Linked DNA regions of Gossypium hirsutum: region 2 is linked to region 1. Evidence: chromatin contacts called from public Hi-C data. All regions are on one chromosome and are shown on one strand. The core of a region is the stretch at or near the end of the contact, and the rest is flanking DNA. Distances in the headings are between cores, read along the strand shown. Region 1 holds the start of LOC107953049 (protein JINGUBANG). Region 2 holds the start of LOC107887026 (probable transcription factor KAN4).

Region 1 (3,038 bases), core at 463-2,962:
TCTAATTGTTAATGCTACCAAGAAACAAAGTATATATTTTATAAAATTTTTCCCTTGATTTTTTTAATATAAATAAGACATTTTTTTAATTTTATTATATGTTTTGATTATATCTATTTTTTTTGACACAATATCTAGAACTGCCAATAACTTCTCTCCAACCTATAAATATAAAGATAATATTCTTCAGCACACTTGAACCCACGTCCTTCTGCATTGACATCAATACTTATATCAATCGAGTTAAGACTCAATCAACAAATATATATTATTAAAAAACCACTCTCTTGATTTTAAAAAAGATCACTCTTAGAATAATAAAAAGGTGTATCTTATTGATTATTCACTAATCATAGATGAATTAATCTACTATAAACAAAAATAGACGAATTAATGCATAGCCATGAACCCATACAAAATAGTGGAATATGCCACCAAATCGAGCAGCTGTTAATTCCTAAAGATGCATAGTTAAGTAAATTATGAGCCGGTTGGTTACTGGACCTCAAGACATGCTTAACCGAGATATAATTAAAGTTAGTTTTGTTAATATCACTATTTACACTCCAAGCTTCACATATTTAAAATATTAACTTATTTTTAATTTAATATTTAACAATTTTTTTTTGTATTCTCTACATCTGTTTAACGATCTATGATTGAAGTTTGAGCTTAACCCTCCTAATAATGTCGTCTCCAAAGTTTAAACTTATATTCTCTCTTTAAAATGTCATATGTCTTACTACTACACTTAATACTTGTTGATATATGTTTTTTAATGTTTATATTATAGTAATATGTATTATTTTACATATAGTTTTTTTATGTGATATACATCACATAATACATAAAAATAGTATAAAATAAAATAAATATTATAATGTTAAAAACGGATTTGACTTTAAAAATATGGGTATAATTATTTTGTTAAAATACATTTATCGAGCCCAATATTTTTATCAAAATTCTTTTAAATTTCAGATCAATAAATTTAAATTTGGATGAATAATCTAAATGGATTTAGATACGTTACAATGACTAACTCGATACAAGGATGACATTTTAGTTTCGGTAATTAAATTGCAATCTCCCCCTATCTAAAATACATAACTAATCACTTTAAATTAGGCTAAGGTTTCGGATTTTGAAGGCCTGGGTGTGAGTCCCATTATTTGCATTTGCAACGTGCGGATCTTTTTCCCATCATGTGCATAGACCTTATGTAGATATTTTCCGATTTTTCATTTGTTGTGTATTATATTGATTAATTCTATATACTATTACAATTGATCGGATATGTATTTACACTCATACTTCTAATTGTATTTTCTTATATTAGTAAAACTTTCTAACAAAAAAAAGTATTATTTTGAAAAAGACTTTACCAAAAAGAATAATAAAATGAAGATGTCTAAAAGAATTGTAGTTTGCAACAAAATAGATCCTACTCGTTTCCTTGCTTGGCAACTGGTCTGGTGAGACTAAAAACTAAATAATGATTTTTAATCACACTTATAAAATTAAAAAACTTCAATAATTATCCAATTCGTAGTTTCTCCCTTTTAGTTTTCGTATGTCATTTCAGGCAAAAGCTGTTTTATAGCTAACAAGTTAAATCCTAATTTTATAAACAATTTCTTATCATTAATCTTTGAAGTTAAAAATAAATAAAAAAATTTATCCAAAACAGCAATAAATAGCAAGTTAAATCCTAAAACAACGAAGCAAGAGGCTATTAGGAAACCGACCCCTGATTCCTTGGAGCATGGTTCCTGTTTCTATATGCTCGGTCCAACAGTTATCAAAAATCTGACAGCTCTAAATCCGCTCTACAGTTCCTCTCCCACATTTGTAATTGCAATATATGTATGCCCGCGATGCAAATGCAATCATTTCCATTGCCTCTCTTCGTATTTGAATTAATTAATTAATAATCCTCTCAAATCTCTTCTACGCATTTTTTCTTTATCTTTTTTTTTTTGTATTTCTAGAATTTGGGCACAATGTTCGCAGAGGCTGATAGCTTTCCGAGATCCAAGTTTGGAAACATTATGCATTCCTATCCTAACATGTCCATACCTGGTTCTGGGAGTGAAGATGATTTGTACGTGCGGTATAGCCGCGCATCCACTTCCGGTCCTGCCTACGAAGCCCATAGGACGAGTCTGGAAGGCTCGCCCATAACCATGTCACCGTGGAACCAAACCACTTCTTTCATGAAACCTTCAACTGCCATTTCCGATAATGATGTTCCAGCTAACAGCCTCATCGGCTCGCTTACACGTGAAGAGGGTCATATTTATTCCTTGGCAGCCACAAAGGATCTCCTTTACACCGGCTCCGATAGTAAGAACATTCGGGTGTGGAAGAATCTAAAAGAATTTACGGGCTTCAAATCTAACAGTGGATTGGTTAAGGCCATTGTGATATCTGGCGAAAAGATTTTTACCGGCCATCAAGATGGGAAGATTCGCGTTTGGAAAATCTCTCCTAAGGACCCTAGCATTTATAAACGAGCTGGAACTTTGCCCACTCTCAAAGACGTCCTTAAAAGCTCCATTAAACCCAGCAATTATGTGGAAGTGAAGCATAAGCGGGCTCTATGGATCAAACACGCAGATGCGGTGACGTGTTTGAGCCTGAACGTGGAACAAGGTCTTCTTTACTCTGCTTCATGGGATAGGACATTCAAAGTCTGGAGAATTTCAGATTCCAAATGCCTTGAATCGATTCGTGCACACGATGACGCTGTTAACTCTGTGGTTTCGATCATGAGTGGAATGGTTTTCACTGGCTCCGCTGATGGTACCGTTAAAGTGTGGAAAAGGGAACAACAGCGGAAAGGAGCGAAGCATGTGTTGTCCCAAACTCTTTTACAACAAGATTCTGCAGTTACGGCATTAGCAATCAACACCCAGGGTTCAGTTCTGTACTGTGGCTCCAGTGACGGCTTGGTCAATTTCTGGGAAGTTGAAAAGCAATTATCCCACGGCGGGGTCCTAAAAGGGCACAAGCAGGCCGTTCTTTGCCTTGAGGCT
Region 2 (2,724 bases), core at 33-2,532, 250 kb after region 1:
TGAGCTAGGGTTAGATCCTTGACATTCATCAACTCTAAGACAGATTTTGGTGTTGCTCCTGTGACAGTTGCCAATACAAAAAATTCAAACCTTATTATTCTTTTTTTCCAATAAAGATTTCCATTTTCGGTATTTTTGCACCAAGAGGAGAAAAGCTAAAAACATAAAGTAAATATATTGTAGATGGAAAGATATTTTAGGTCGTGAAGTATATTACTTTCATGGCCACCAAGAAGCTGGACTGCATGAACAAAGTGGGCATGGAGTGTTGTAGTCCATCTCATTCTGGGAGCTCTGATGCTTCTTTTCACTCCTCCATTCATCGTTCTCGCACTTCTCTTGAAATCACGACCATAGATTTGAGGCTGATAGTGATGCTGCTGAAGAAGATGATGAGGGTTTCTGGGTTGCTGTAAATGGGGAGGACCCAAATCAGCCATTTCAAACCCTAAGCTCAACGCGGGTTCCCCAAGGCCTGGATTACTATATCCATTTTCATGGCTCAAATCGCTTCCGCTACTGCCAGAATCAGTCGTGGAGCTCCGATCACTATAGATCGATTTTCCTGACAACACATCGTAGGCCATTTCCTTAGCCTTACAATCTGAAACGGAGGGTGGGCTAATCTGCAAGGATAGATCGGGGAAAGGTGCGGTTCTCATTATAGTATTTGAGCTTAAGAACATAAAGGAAGAAGAAAAGGTGTGAAGATCTTAGTCAAAAGCCCCTGCAGGGGGTACGTTAACAGAGACAAGAGATTAAAATAGAGAGAATGAATGAAGAGAAAACACACTGCCAAAACAAGAAAAAGAAAACCGACAGGAAAAAGTGGGTTTAGAACTTCGAAGCTAAACAAACGAAAAAGAGCCGAAAAGGAAAGGGAAAGCGTTGTGATTATATCATGAGTGCCTCATGATTAAGTTGCGTGGACGTGAAACATAGGCTTTTTCAGTTGGATCCCTCTAGGTTTGATAGAAGAAAAAAAAATTGCAGAGACTATAACCAGTCAGATTAAACAAAAAAAGAATGAATTGCAGGAGAAGAGAAAGTAAGTAACCAGAGTTGTTTTGGGGATGATGGTTTGAAGGAAAAGTTAGTGAAAAGGATGCAGAGAAGGATCAGAGAGCTTTCTTCCCTTGCACACAGAAAGAGAGTAAAAGGAAGGGGCCTTTTTTCCTTTATCCTTTATAATGGGGAATGGAAAAAAAAAAACAGTGCCAGCAAGCCAGCTATGGTGGTCTATGGAGGGAATGGTTGGAATTCGAGAAAACAATAAAAGGTTAATAATATTCCATATTGAAGCATCACAATATCTTTATTAGAGTTAGAACTATAATTTAATTTTTATAATATTAGAGTAAAAACCTAAAATTTAATTAAAATTAGGGCATAAGATTTCATAAAATATATTTATTAAAAGGAAAATTATTTTATATATTTATCACATTTTCAATTTTAATATTTTAATTATTTGGAATGGAAATTTGAGTGTATAGCACATAATTTTTATCTTTCTACTAATTTAGTAATATCCTAACTTTTCCTAAAATTAGAATATTCTGGGTATTAATTTTGTTGAACCAGGATTGACTGGCAAAGCAGGCAGGGCCAAAAATATCTTATCCCCTTAGCTCAAAATATTCATCTGCTTTAATTTATTACTACCTCTTTTACATGCAGACGAGGCATAAGCCCGATTAAATGTCGCTTTGTTTTTTGTTCCTCTCTTTAAAAGCTTACTGCCTAATAACACATGATGTTGTGCTTTAGCTGTTTTGCGATGCTGATGATTAAGCACAGTTTTAGTTCCATGCTAAATATACCACAAGATACTTACCCTTCCATTTCATGCTTAAACATATCCTGATTCGCAGTGGGTTTTATGCTTTAAAATAGAAAAACCAAGAAACAGCGAGTGCAAATTAGTGGGAGGGTCGGGGAGGTTTAAGTTCAACCCCAGCTCTTAATTCTTGATTAAACTGACAGTAATTAGTGAAATTGATGAGGGCTTTACAAGGAATTGGAACTTCGAGAAAAAGGGGAAAGTTGGATCACTTTGTGAGCGATGTGGTGCTGCTGGGCAAACATGAAATAGCGAAATAGGCATGGATCGAGCTGTACACGTGGGAAGAAGTTGCCAATAAGGAAATATATGCGTGGGGAATGAAGTGAAGGGGAGGAGTAATAAGGAGAGAAGGAATATGGAGGAAGCTAGGCTAGCATGGTGTAATTAAAGAGAGGGGGGGTAGCAGTGTCAGATTGGTTGGGGCGTCCGGCGACACGAGGGTCGCAGACCCACATGCAACACTTCCCTTGGCCCCCTCCCTATTTTTTTTTCATTTAACTTGTGCACTCACGCGCCCAGTCTATTCTTTATTTTCTTTGGGTTTTTTTAATGTATTAGTAAAATAATAACTTAATATCCTTTTTACCCGGACCAATAATAAACTTATTTTTGTTTATATTGTTTTGTCTTTTACTTCAATATTAATTTATGACCCATCAAAATCTCTATATATGTCTATCGTAAAAGTGTTATTAGTATTATAATTTTTTATAAAAAGAATTTTAGATCATTTAAAAGAAAATTTTACGAAATTTTTTTGACTCCATTCATTATGGATAGGATAAAAATCCTTTTTAATGTTACTGTTCTATTAAAAAAATATATTAGCGCAAATTTTTCTTTGACTCGACATAATGTAGGAGTGAATAAAAGCATGA

What was found. A called contact is a pair of places that touch in the nucleus more often than the background predicts.
Region 2: a Hi-C map of leaf shows a contact between it and region 1, with 1.8 times the contacts expected there. The contact joins the promoter of LOC107887026 here to the promoter of LOC107953049 in region 1. A contact is called at or near these places in 2 of 34 Hi-C or Micro-C datasets (both in leaf).

The regions. Positions count from the first base shown.
Region 1 is chrA05:19,603,572-19,606,609 of Gossypium_hirsutum_v2.1, forward strand. It overlaps LOC107953049 (protein JINGUBANG), which reads left to right and starts at 1,713. Exons shown (of 1, transcript XM_016888273.2): 1 at 1,713-3,038. The coding sequence starts at 2,004.
Region 2 is chrA05:19,857,503-19,860,226 of Gossypium_hirsutum_v2.1, forward strand. LOC107887026 (probable transcription factor KAN4) reads right to left here and starts at 1,283. Exons shown (of 6, transcript XM_016811161.2): 1 at 218-1,283; 2 at 1-58. The coding sequence starts at 686.